Regions from separate parts of the Mus musculus genome. Here region 2 is linked to region 1. Evidence: chromatin contacts called from public HiChIP or PLAC-seq data. All regions are on one chromosome and are shown on one strand. Each heading gives the region's core, a stretch centred on a gene start, on an enhancer-like site or on the middle of the called end of the contact. The rest is flanking DNA. Distances are from core to core; before and after follow the strand shown. Region 1 overlaps Mitf (melanogenesis associated transcription factor). Region 2 overlaps Mitf (melanogenesis associated transcription factor).

The links. HiChIP or PLAC-seq counts read pairs in DNA pulled down with a chosen protein or histone mark.
Region 2: a contact with region 1 is called in an H3K27ac HiChIP or PLAC-seq map of extraembryonic endoderm stem cells. The contact joins two enhancer-like sites. A contact is called at or near these places in 1 of 15 datasets of contacts at CTCF or cohesin (the NIH/3T3 cell line), 3 of 484 Hi-C or Micro-C datasets (embryonic stem cells and uterus), 3 of 115 datasets of contacts at active chromatin or transcription factors (bone marrow-derived macrophages, embryonic stem cells and extraembryonic endoderm stem cells) and 1 of 9 other capture datasets (embryonic stem cells).

What each region holds. Positions count from the first base shown.
Region 1 is chr6:97,829,059-97,835,526 of GRCm38.p6, reverse strand. All of the region lies in intron 1 of Mitf (melanogenesis associated transcription factor), which reads right to left. Among named protein-coding and RNA genes, the nearest start is that of Mitf, 25 kb to the right of the region's middle. Within about 2 kb of position 2,411, at least 3 of the 459 cell types and tissues checked have an H3K27ac peak or open chromatin away from gene starts, as enhancers often do. A contact at or near this core is called in extraembryonic endoderm stem cells, where this site is marked.
Region 2 is chr6:98,008,136-98,014,603 of GRCm38.p6, reverse strand. It overlaps Mitf (melanogenesis associated transcription factor), which reads right to left. Exons shown (of 10, transcript NM_001113198.1): 8 at 4,134-4,209; 9 at 788-935. Among named protein-coding and RNA genes, the nearest start is that of Mitf, 200 kb to the right of the region's middle. Within about 2 kb of position 2,878, at least 1 of the 459 cell types and tissues checked has an H3K27ac peak or open chromatin away from gene starts, as enhancers often do. A contact at or near this core is called in extraembryonic endoderm stem cells, where this site is marked.

The sequences.
Region 1 (6,468 bases), core at 1,162-3,661:
GAAGCCCTGCTGACACAGAGATCAGGCTACCCAACCAGTTCGCCACACATCTAACCAACAAGGACACCCTGCCACACTTTATTTAATTCTTTTGCTAAAGGAGTAGGATCAGTCCCAATAAGTTCTAAAGACAAGTCATTTTTAAATGGTATTAACTTCACATGGAATGGTTTGTTTTGTTGTGCCTGGTGTTGCTGTTCTTTTAAGTAGCAAGAGTTATTAGCTGTGTTTTAGCGTGGACTATAATTTTAATGCTTTCTTTCAGGGTTCTTGGTTTCTGCAGGGAAGTCTAAGATGGTGACAGGCCCTCTCAATCAGCTGTGTGTGTGCTGTACTCCATGTGGGGAGTCCTCCCTGGTTACAAATGGCACCCTGATGGAGAGTTATTTGGTACCATTCAAAACCATTAAGCCTATTAACTGTGACTTAGACCAAGTCTACTAAACAACTGCCACCTCAACAGGAAATGAAGTAACCTGGCTTTCAAAGTTATTTAGGCAAATACTCAAAGTCAGTGATGCCTCACAAGTGGCCTCTCGTGGCATCTTCCTGGCCAGTTTAACCCAGAGGCTTAGGCATCACACTTAAGGCATTTTAGTTGGATGAAGTGACCAGGTAACAGTCTCCCTGGCCATCTCATACATGAGAGCAGCCACTGTACAACAAATACTTAGGAACCCAACATGGGATTCTATCCTGCTTCATGAATCTTAGGTCAAGTGTAGGTATCCTGCACCATCAGCAGTCACATGCAAAAGGGGGTTTGCAGGAAACATGGGGTACTGTGTGCATATGTATCTATTTTTGAAACATTTAAGTAACATGTTTGCCTCAAACTGAAGACACTTCTAAGCATTTGTTAATGCTGACCTCATACTTAGAACATTCCATTTCTGAAAATGAAATTATTCTCATTTTTTTGGTTAAGTTCTCTCAAATAGTACCCTCCAAGAAGCCACTTTTAATTTAATCCACTTCCAATCCACTTGGGCTTTCCACAATTAGTTATTGCGTACAGTACATTCAACCCTCTGGGACCTGGCTTGACCTGCCATAGACCATGACCTTATTTATTCTGTCTCTTGTTAGTATCATTTCTTGCTCTAGAGCCATCACACATGAAAGGATTTGAAGGTGGGAACAGTCATCTCTCCGGTGTGCACAGTATGCTCTGGGAACACTGAACTCAAAGCATCTCCGTCTTAGATGCAACTTCTCTGAGAGTCACCAACGAGTCTCATAGCTTCAAGGCCAAAGCCACTCAAAAAATTAGCTTCGGGTGTAAACAGAATGAAATCATTCCAAGATATTAACCTAACCACTGGATGTGTTTATTCTTCTGCTTAGAAAACCGAGCCAACCCTAAGGAATGGCATTGTTCCCCAGCTAGGTGACTCTGAATAATGAGGTAATTTCCTTCAAAGGTGATGAGATCTTCAGGATTCTCCGGAATGTGCATCTACATGGTAGGGCATTACCTGACCCCTTAAGGTTAAAACTATGCCAGAACGTTTCATAATTTCATGCAATATGCCATATATAGTATTATGTATATTATTAAAACACCATAATCTTTTCATAATAAATGTTATTGTGACAGAAAATAATGTATTTATACACATACACATGCACACACACACACACACACACACACACACACACACACACATATATATCAAATGAAAGTACACAGTTAAGTTTTAGTTCCAAACTAGGTTTCCAGATTTAGCAAATAAAAATATAGGCTATCTACCCATTTAAATTTAAATAAGCAATTTTAAAATTTAAGTATGTAATAATACATGTCACATACATTGAAAAAAATTCTGTTAAAAATTAAAATGTAATTGGATATCCACTATGTAGAACAGCAAACATATCCCTCACCCAGAAATTCTACGATTAAGTTTTAAGTTAAAGAAAAAAAACAAAAGCCAGGCATGGCAGCCATGTACTCAAGAGGTGGAGGCAAAAGTTGTCTAAAGTTCAAGGCCAGACTAGTCCACATACTGAGTTCCGGTCTAGTTAGGGCTATATAACAAGATCCTAACATACACACACACACACACACACACACACACACACACCAAAGAAAAGCACATAGTAGCAAGTGTATTTCATAAAACACTAATTTTCAGATAAAACAAAATACCAGTCAGACAGCATTCATTACAGGATGTTCGAGAAAGCCCAACACAATGAGGTTAAGGAAGATGGCTGAGTAAGGAATACTGAGAATGAATTAAGTGCCAGGTATTGTGTTAAACCCTTATGCATATAATCCCATGTACTATTATCATCTTCATTGTTATCATTCTACAGATAAGACAGTTAAGAGAACACACTGCTCATTGTCACACAGCAGTAGAGCAGGCATACAAACCCAGGCAAGTTGAACAATAGAGCTTACGTGCTTAACCACCACCTTATTTGACAAGTGAAGGAACAGAGGGCCCTAATCATCCCCCTAGACTCACCCAGCTACTTACCAATGCAGCTGAGATTCAGACCTCAAATGAGCTGACTCCACAGCTCTTACAGCAACAGGCTTCTGCCTTTACCAATCATGTGCATTGGGAGAGGCAGACTCCCTGGACAAATCTGCAACATCTCCTTGTAGTGATGCTTTACCTTGCTAGGAATCCGTATCATTCAGTCAGCTGGGTCTGAACTCTGTATTATAGACAATGCTGGCCTGGATGGGGACCTTGGAAGACTTTTATTTGGTGGAGAAACTGATTGCCGTGTCTGTACCAAAACATCTCTTTACAGTAGATCACTTCTCTGATCTGTCAGTCTTACTGCCCCAAGGCCGGTTCATGCGCCTCCATGTAAATGCCAAGCACTGGCAACAACAAGGAACACAGGCAGGAAAGCAGCCACCAAAGCTGCCTTCAAGGTCCACAAGATCTGAGACTTTCTTCTTAGACTGCAGACTAAAATGCCAGGGCCATTCCACACAAAGTATGGGGAAATGTCTAGAACTTTTCCTGGAACAGATTTGCCTATGGAGTCACCAAATGCTCTATTGTAGGCCCCCTGTGCAGGCACATAAGCATATGCAATGCAAGGCATGGGCCTTATCTGCTTACCTAACATCACCTTCCAACTCTTGTCATTGAAGCAAGCCACCAGCCTATAAATTATCTAAAGGAAAGAAACGAGTGCGGGACAAGACGGACTAGTAGAATGTTGATCATTGACCCCATCCAGAGCTCAATGACTGTTCTCCTCTTGGAACAGAGGCTTCCAGAGAGCAGAAACCATGTCTGCTTTACTCACAGGCTATTCCCCATGCTGGGTACAGAAGAGGCTCCTGACTATGTGATGAAGGACTCAGTAGACGAAAGGATGAGTGGTTGCTTAACTATGACCAGTAAGCAGCACGCCATCCTCACTTCTGGCCTCACTGCCTTCAAACTGAAATGGAGGATTTCACCCTCTTGCAATCATCACCCATCTTCATGGAGGCACACCACATATATCTTGTCATTTCTCACAAAGAAGATTCATCTAGAAGAGTGGTCCTCAGCCTGTGGGTCACAACCCCTTTGGAGGTCCAGGGACCCTTTCACAGGGGTCACATATCAGATATCCTGCATATCAGATATTTACATTACAATTCATAACAGTAGCAAAATTACAGTAGTGAAGTAGCAATGAAACAACTTTATAATTGGGGGTCACCAGAACATGAGGAACTGTATTCAAAGGTCACAACCTTAGGATGGTTGAGAACAGCTGGACCCTCCAAGTGGAAAGTCCAGCATTGTCCCTTACCTACACAGCTCCAGCCACGCTCAGCGAAGCTCGAGTCACGCTGTGGGGCTTCCACCCAGAATGATTTTCTCTCATTTCATGGGCAATACCCTTTCAGTGATAAAGTCAGGCTCACTCCTGCGAGGAGACTTTTCTTCACATGCCATGGCCCCCCAGAAGAGCAGGCTTTTCCATCTTTTAGACCCAAAGCAACAATTACAGATTTCGAATCATCATATTTATGCCATAGTGAGTTGCAGGAAGACAGATCCAGTGTCTTCAGGGCAGACATGTTAGCCCTGGCCTGGACAGTCCAGAATGCAGCAGCTGTCAATGATCACATGTTCCATGCACAGAAGGGATTCAAAGGAAAAAGGCGAGACTGTGGATCTCATCACCTCTTGATATCTTCCTCCTCTAGAGAAATACTGGCTGTGCCTACTGATTAAGCTGTATATATACATGCTGATAGTTCAAGTCAATCTAAAGGAGAGGCCAATAGTGTATACTGCTGCCCTCGCTGTTGACTAAGTCAAAGCCTGCTGACCTGCAAGTGTCACAAACTGCTGCTGACTTGTTACAAACAAAGAAAGCCGCAAGGTCAAAGATCCATCATAAGAAACCTTAGAAAGAAGGCTTCTGAGAGAGCGCCTGGCTTCATTTCCCCAAGAAGTGGAGTGGCATAAGCTGGAAGCCATAAAGGACCCCAGGCAGGTGAGAAAGAGGTTCTCATTTCCTACCAAAGAGCAGCATGTGCCTTGCCCAGTCATTCCATCCCTGATCTATTCCTTCCCTTTCACTGGACAAAAGAGACTGACTCCTCATAGACACTAACCCAGGGTCCCACAGTTAGTTATGAAACAGCTGATCCTACAACCAGGCTTCCCAATGCATGCATGCATTCAACATTCACTCAGGAATTACTAGGTATACCATGGTGCTATTTGTGGGGATAAAATAAACCATGCATGATCACCAATATAGTGAAATGAACAGTTCACTTGATGCTTAATCTATAGTTCCTCTTATGACGTCCAAAATCTCAATTCAAACATCACTGCCACTATCAGAGGGAATGCTCCCTAACTATATACAGATCTCAAAGCAAAAAGACTCCCGGAGGCTCAACAAAGATGCTTTATCCTAAGAATCTTGAATTGATGCTCAATAGTTCTTAAAATAATCAACTACTATTTCATCCTCCTAAGCTAAATCTCTTTATCTTAAAATTAAACTAACACGATTTGGTGAAAGCTAACAGAAAAGCTCCCGTCACCAGCTCATAGCAAACACTCAAGGAGTACACATGACTTCCATCTGCAAGTCTGCTGTTGAACCTTGCTTACCACCCCACCCCTCTAAAAGGAAAGAGAGAGAGTGAAATGGATTAGTGAGAAAATGAACTGTGAAAGGGAATACTCTAAAATCTGAAGATGTCTTAAACAAGAGGAAAAATAAAAATCAAAGGAAGCCAATGTCCCAAGTTAGAAATATTTACATATCTGTAATTTTCACTTTAGAGTTTCTATTTTGATTCTGTGGAGTAAACATGGTATTTCAAATGCGCATTGGTTTGCGTAATTCCCAAGCACCAAGGAACACTTATTTCCATAAAGTTAAAAAAAAAAGGCATATTCTAGTCTTTCTTTAAACGGGACACCAGAAAACAAAACTAATTCTGTAGACAAACAAGTCTTAGCTAAAAGTCATTGAAATAATCCAAATAGTTTCCATTCCAGAGAAAATAGTAAGTCAGCAGTTTGCAAATGGATGCTTTTTCTAAACACACGAAATAAGCAAAAACCTCAACACAGGAAAGTGCAAATGCTGAACCCTTCTATTTCTGCTTCCATGGGGCTCAGTTCAATCAATAGAGCCAAACAGGGCATGGCCATCCTGGATGCTCACTCCAGGTGGCAGCCACACAGCCCTCTCCAAAGCCTGGGGAATTCCCAGGACAGGTTCTTGGAGCCATCGCTCAAGCCACCAAACAAGAGGTAATGAGAGCCTAAAGCCCAGCAACTAGCTACTAGAGATGGGAGTGGAGACAGAAGAACAAATGTGTGCTGGTGGTAAACGAAAGGAGAGAGTGAGGGCGTCAGAAGAGAGCACACCTCAAGGAGCAAAGGCTCTGAAAACATCAGTAAACAAATTAGAACTTCCACCTCAGACCAAAAACAGTCTAGAGCTGGCAAAAGACATTGAGCAAAAACACTCTATATAAGGAAACTTACTTAAGGGAAGTTGTCTGAAACGCTTCACCCAGGAGAAAAGACGGGTCCAATGGTCCAACCTGTTAGATCCTGAGTGAGGACCAGGCTGGGGTTATTGAAGGTCATGCCAGAGCTCCATCCTAGGGGCTACATTATCTCTGGAGTAGCAGAGAAAGAAACTTGAAAGTTGCCTTTTGAACTCTTAGACAGAATTTGCTTCCAAGGTCCTAACCTCCCCAAGGACTTAGAAGGACAATAATTAGTCCAGAAAGAAGCAAAATGAGGAAGTGGTATACTTTTACGATTTCTGTTAATTCCTAGCAGCTGTAATTTAAGAAATCTGAGTGACATCAGCATTTCTGTCTGAGCCAGCAAAGATGACAGCAGTGTAAGTGCAGAGTCATCTCTGGGGGGGGGGGGCGGGGGGAGAGGAACCAGGGGGCGACTGGGGAACGTATCAGAAAACGTGGAAAATTAATTCACTTTGCAGTGAATC
Region 2 (6,468 bases), core at 1,629-4,128, 180 kb before region 1:
GAGATGTAAGTAACATAAGACAAAGAACAGATTAAAGGAGAAGAAGGAGGTATGTGGGGGGGAGGGGAAGAAAGATGCTTAATTTACATCTAACCCCTGTTTAACCTCCTGGATTCTAAAGCCCAGGCCTAGAGGAGGACCACTTTCTGCCTCCTGGCCCCGTGGCTAAGGATCAGTGCAGCCACAGCCAATGTGTTGTTAACTTGTGGGGAATGTGAAGTGTTCAGGAGCACCGGGAAGATGGGTGTTCGATGACCGCGGTATACACCCTCAAGCAGAGTGCACCGTAGATTCATTCACACTGAACACCCAACCAGGAGTACTAACTTCTGCCTGGGTGAGGCTTCTCTGATACCCAGACCCAGTCAGCACGTTGTGACTTTCCTGGCTGTAAGAAGTATCTACATGCCTCGTATGATGCTTGGGGGTCAGGGTAAGATGAGAAGTCCCCAACCTAAGTGACAACACTATAAGGGAACGAGTCATTTAACAGTCTATAATTCAGAGGGCTGCCACAAAAAGCCCTTCACCTGGGCTTAGCCTCTGGGCAAAGAGCTGCAAGCAACTCAGATCTACTAACGGGTGCATGTCATCCAAGAGTGGTTGCAAACGTGCCATTGATAGTCTGGAATCACCAATAATGTTTTACCAGTAGGCAAACTCACAATTATGGGACCAACAAACAGAAAGGACTACCTATATTAAGACTGCCTCCAGCTCCCTTAGGGCTTACTACATCACCCTTCCTATTGTCCTGAAATCAGTTCACATGGCAGAGGGTGGATACCTGTACTCTGAGCAGCAGGTGCCGGTTCGCATGCTCCAGCTTCTTCTGTCGGTTTTCAAGGTCCTTAGCTCGTTGCTGTTCCCGTTGCAACTTCCGGATGTAGTCCACAGAGGCCTTGAGAATGGTTCCCTTGTTCCACCGCATGTCTCTGTGATAAAACAAGACAATGGACCCTTTCAGGAATTAGGAGTTCAAAGAAAATTCAGTATTTGACGTATAGTTGGAAAGGCAATTACAAATAAGTGATGGCTAGATCCCAATTAGTGCTCACCCCACATTGGCCACTGGTCCCTTATTTGGTATATAACATTTCACTTTCTCCTGACAAACACCTTACATAAGGTGGAGACATTGTGCAGATGTTGAAACCAGTACAGTACAATTTCATCTAGACCACAGACCTTTCACTAGGTGAAATCAATTATTTAATTTATGTGTGTGGATGACCATACCTTATGTATAAACTGTCTTAAACAGTTGTATATACCTGGAACTATAAAGACTTAGTCACTGGGATAGGATAAGAAGAACCAAAGGCCTGTGAGAACACACCACTTGTCTAAGGTGTGAAAACACCCTCTTCAATTTTCATCATGAATTATTATGGGCATTATCTAAGCTCACTCTGTATCCATTTTCTCATCTGTGAAATGATGTTACTATGTGCTTTTGAGCAGCCTTGTAAATGAGTAATTAAATCAAAGGAGATGCTTTATATGAACTTGAGAATATCATTCAATACTGGACCAAGTACTGTGTTTAAGTGTTTAACACAATCACGGCAACTGCCATGGTTAGAAACCTGGCCAGATACTGCCCTGGATTTCCAATATCAATGGTTGCCAACAGTGTGACTTTCAGCTTCTTCATTGTGGCACCAGTGTGCTAACTGTGGACAAAAGCTGATCTAACATAAGCCAGGGTCATCTGGGAAGAGGATACAGCAATTCAGAAAATGCATCCCTCTGATCGGCCTGTAGACACATCTGTGGGAACGTTTTCTTAATTAATGATGGTGGTAGGTTGGCCCAGACTATATGGGCTATGACACCTCTGGGAAGATGGTCCTGGAAATATTAGGACGCTGAACAAGCTTTGTAGAGAAAGTCAGCATTTCTGTACTCCTCTGCTTCGGTTCCTGCTTCCAGGTCCCTGCCTTGAGTTCCTTCAGTGATGGAGTATGATTGGAATACGAAAGCCAAGTAAAACTCCTCTTTCCCAAGATGCTTTTTTGTCAATATTTTTATCACAGCAGTGGAAAGCAAACAAGGACAAAGTTACAGTAAAAATCTTTGAGTAGCCCAGAACAAACCATGGAGAGTGAACTACATTTGTGGAAGTAATCTTTCCAGTCCCTTTAGTAGACAATTTGTACTGATGATGACTATAGTGATAAAATAAAAATCTCTCCGAGGTAAATAGAACCGTCAACCCCATCACCTACAGCGACTAAGAGCTGATCAGAAGTGTCATATGGAATAGGTGAGGAGCAGGCCATTTAAATGAGCCACCTGGTCACTGATCCTCATAGGGGCTGGCTGAGGAACAAAACAGGAATTCTCCAAGGAGAAGAACAGCTACAGCCTCCCCAGAGAAGACCCTGAGGTGGATCCCCCATATCTGAGCACCAAAAACGGCAGCCCAGGGAGGTGTCCCAAGATACTCAGAGTGAGCACTGGGACCAATTCTCAAGACTAAAAATTGAAAGCAACAAAAGCTGTAGCAGCCAGCCAGAAACACCACTGTAAGGGACCATGCCTTGTACAGGCCACCAAAGGGAGAAGCCAGAGCCAGGCTTCTCAAGCCGAGCTGTTGGCCACTCAGTTTTTCAAGACATACTTCTCTCAGGCATCTGGGGATATGTCTACTTGAGACTCAATTAATTATGTTCCTTGGCTAAATTAGATTCAAATGTTGTGTTTTGGGTAATTTAGAGGAATCTTTCTGCATGGGCAAGTCAGTAAATGCTGAAGTACACTCGTTCTAGGGAAGGAGCTGGGACACTAATCAGGTAAAGTGTGTCTCTATTTCAGTTCCAAGGCACAGTCCAAATACCCGGCTTGGAAAACCCACAGTGCAGTTTTATCTTAAGACAATGCCTGCCAAGCGATCTCCCTACCAGCCCCCTCTGTAAACACATAAGCCTTCCATTACAATGGAGGAGACATGTAAATCCAAGCTTACACTAGAGCGCGCCTTAATTTCATAATCTGTTACTGAAGAGATTTACACACTACAGTTTTAAAAGAATATGCTAAAAAAAGGGGGGAAAGGCTGATAAAGAAGAGGGATTGGGAATTCAATTTCAGCTCTCATGCAAGACTGACTGTAGGAAATGAAGGTCACAGCCCTTAGGAGGATGAATTTGTGCGGCACAATGGAGACGCTGGATGTCTCCAGCTTGAACACGCTTCTCCTTGAAGCCTGGGAAGCCAAAGTGTTAGAAGACAGAAATGGCTGCACATTTATCAAAACCACCTCACGATAGGTAATGGTTTTATTTTATTTTGCTACAAATTCCCCGACAATAATGTGAGTCGTGAATTTAATAAGCCTTGAATGAATAATGCCTGATTGCATCTTTACTTTTTATTAGATAGCTAAAAGGTCATATTCAAAGGCTAATTTCATAGAATGCCTGTGGGGGCCATTAAAATATATACATCCCCCCAGCTCTTCATCTCAAATGGGCCAGTTTCTAATGGATAAAAATTGTATATTTGTTGACCAGTTTGCTGACGTGGCAGATAACGTGGTAGGAAAGACTCGAAAATTATCTGTTAGCTATTATCTCCAAGAGAGGAGGCAGAGAGGACCAAAAACTGAAACAGAGATCAGCTGTAATTTGTAAGGGGATTAACCATTGCTTTCTCTCCTCCTAGATTGGTAAAACATACAAAGACTATGCACGTTTTCATAAAAACTACTGACCTTCTGCCTTCCCAGTATCATTGAACTTGATGTTTTCAGTGTCTGCTCATCAATGCCCATTTAGAGATGCTATGTAGTTGGGGTTCCTACATGCCACCCATCTTGCCTTAACAACTATTGGGATCATGTATGTGTGACCGTGAAAGCCTGCCTCAAGCCCCAAGCTCAAAATTTTCTGCTGAGTTCTCAGATGCCCATAAACTCTACTGCCCACATTCAAAGCTAACTATCTCAGCTCGTACAATTCAGTACATTTCTCTTGAAATTTTAGTTTCGTGAAATTAAGCAGAGGAAATGCTGAGAAAAGGAAGCGGGGGTGGGGGGGTGAGGGGAGAGAGAGTCCTTTAATTTCTCATATGAGAAAATGGAAAGGTGCGGAAGTAGATGATGCAGATGAACATGCGATTGTACTCACGGATCATTTGACTTGGGGATCAGAGTACCTAGCTCCTTAATGCGGTCGTTTATGTTAAATCTTCTTCTTCGTTCAACTTCAAGAAAAGAGCATGGGAAAGGGCCATTAGTGACTGAGGCACACCCGGTGTTCAGCATATCTCATTAAAGGCATGTGCGTACTGACGTCACCAGCCAGGACAATGGAAACTTGAGCCCACTTCACCCTTATCTTAGCGCATCTTCCTTTTGCTACTGGAGGGGAATGAACTTTTAAGAAGGGATGAGCTGCCTTTGGAGTCTCCTCATTTATGAAGCTCTTAGGCAGGCAATTTCCCACTTCATTCTACAACGGCCCTGAAACCAGGGCAGGGTGCTCAGTTGCACATCAAAATTGGGCACATCTGTATTGTACTTGTTTAACTAAAGAGAAAACAAATTTGTGCTCATAAAATGTGCACAGATCTGTAATGACACAATTAAAAAATACAGCAACAACAATTTAGCATAACCTGGGCAGCACACACCTGCTCATGCATAGCAACAGACTTACTTTGGATGCTGAAATTTGAATTTTACATAATTTTTCTGATCATAAGACATCACTCTTGTTTGGATTTCTTTTTAACCACTTAAAATAATAAAACATTTGGTTTTGCTCATGAGATATATAAAAACTCCTCTTCTAGCCCAGGACTGACAAAAATAAATAATACACATTACATGTGTAATTTTAGATTCCTTAGTGGCCAGGCTAAACTAGTAAAGGAAAAGACATTAAGTTAACTTTAATATTCCATTAAATCCATTTTCTATAGGCCATTATCATTTTAACAGGTAATGAATATAAAAAAATTAAATTAGAAGGTGCACATTCTTTTCTTCGCACTAAGCTTTCAAAATCAAAATATTTTACACTTGAGCATATTTTTGTGTGCAATGCTAGGGAACAATTCCAGGGCTTTGCACATGCCAGTCAAGTGTTTCACGGGCCAGCTCCCAGACCAGCACAGCCCAATCTGGACTAACTACAATTCAGATGCTCTAGGCATCAAATGGCAAGTAGCTACCACACTGGACAGCACACATCTATACCACACATCCTGCAAGCAGCCTCACCCTGTACTCTATACCCACCAGAACTATCACTCTCAGGTCCTCATCCTGTACTCTATACCCACCAAAACTATCACTTTCAGGTCCTCATCCTGTACTCTATACCCACCAAAACTATCACTCTCAGGTCCTCACCCTGTACTCTATACCCACCAAAACTATCACTCTCAGGTCCTCACCCTGTACTCTATACCCACCAGAACTATCACTCTCAGGGGATGGTGACCTAGTAAGATAGTAAATGTTCTCAATTTACCTAATCTAACAAATAAATTCCAAGTAAGTTAAGGTCTAATAAAATGGATTTACTTTCAGTGCCCTAACATTTTATTTATATTTGCCCCCTAATATTTTGCATATGTAGATAACTAATGCTATACATAATTTTCCCAATACAAATTACTATTTGCCTTAGCTGAGTAATTATTCCAATGATTAAATATAATATATTTATTTATATTATATATGCACACAAATATATATCCATACATAATGCTAATTCCTATTATTAGAGTTCTAGAAATATAAGAAACATACATAGAAACACTACATTAACAGTCAGTGGTGCTGATGAAGGGAATTTTAGACACGAGATGTCACAATTTTCAGCTTAGCTTTGCTGTACCTCAGGCTAAATGGTAACTTACCTCATTAGTATCGACATCCTTTCAAATGTCTAGGCTGGAACCCTGAAATTGGCGCCACACCATTCTTTCTTCCACCTCCGTCATCTATCATCTAATACCTTCTGTTGTTAAAATATTTCCTGACTCTGTGTTCTAGCAGTTCTCCTGCTTCCCGCTGTGGAACGCCACCCCTTGCCTGGGTTAGCATAACAGTCTTCACCGGCACCTGTGAGTCCCACGAGCCCACTGCACCCTCTACCATTTGACCAGGGGGAGGGACGTCAACCTGAACCTTGCCCCCATCACTTCCCATTTTATCCAAGGGAAAGTTAAGTCCTTGAGGAGTCCTACAAAGATCTGGTGGCCCCGCCCTGCCCTGCCCATATCTCCCTGTACTCCCCTTCCAGTGTGACAGCATCTTCTCTGGCAATGGACCTGTGCTCTTCTGCTGATGGATTCACTGATGCTGTTAGTCCCACATACATCCAAGGCAGATATGCATTGGCCATCTTCCTCTGCTATCCCCTCTGCCTAGAACACTCTTCTTCCAGACCCCTAAGGAGCCCTCTCCTCCTGTAAGTAGCAACTCAAGTTCACCCATGAGCCCCATGCCTA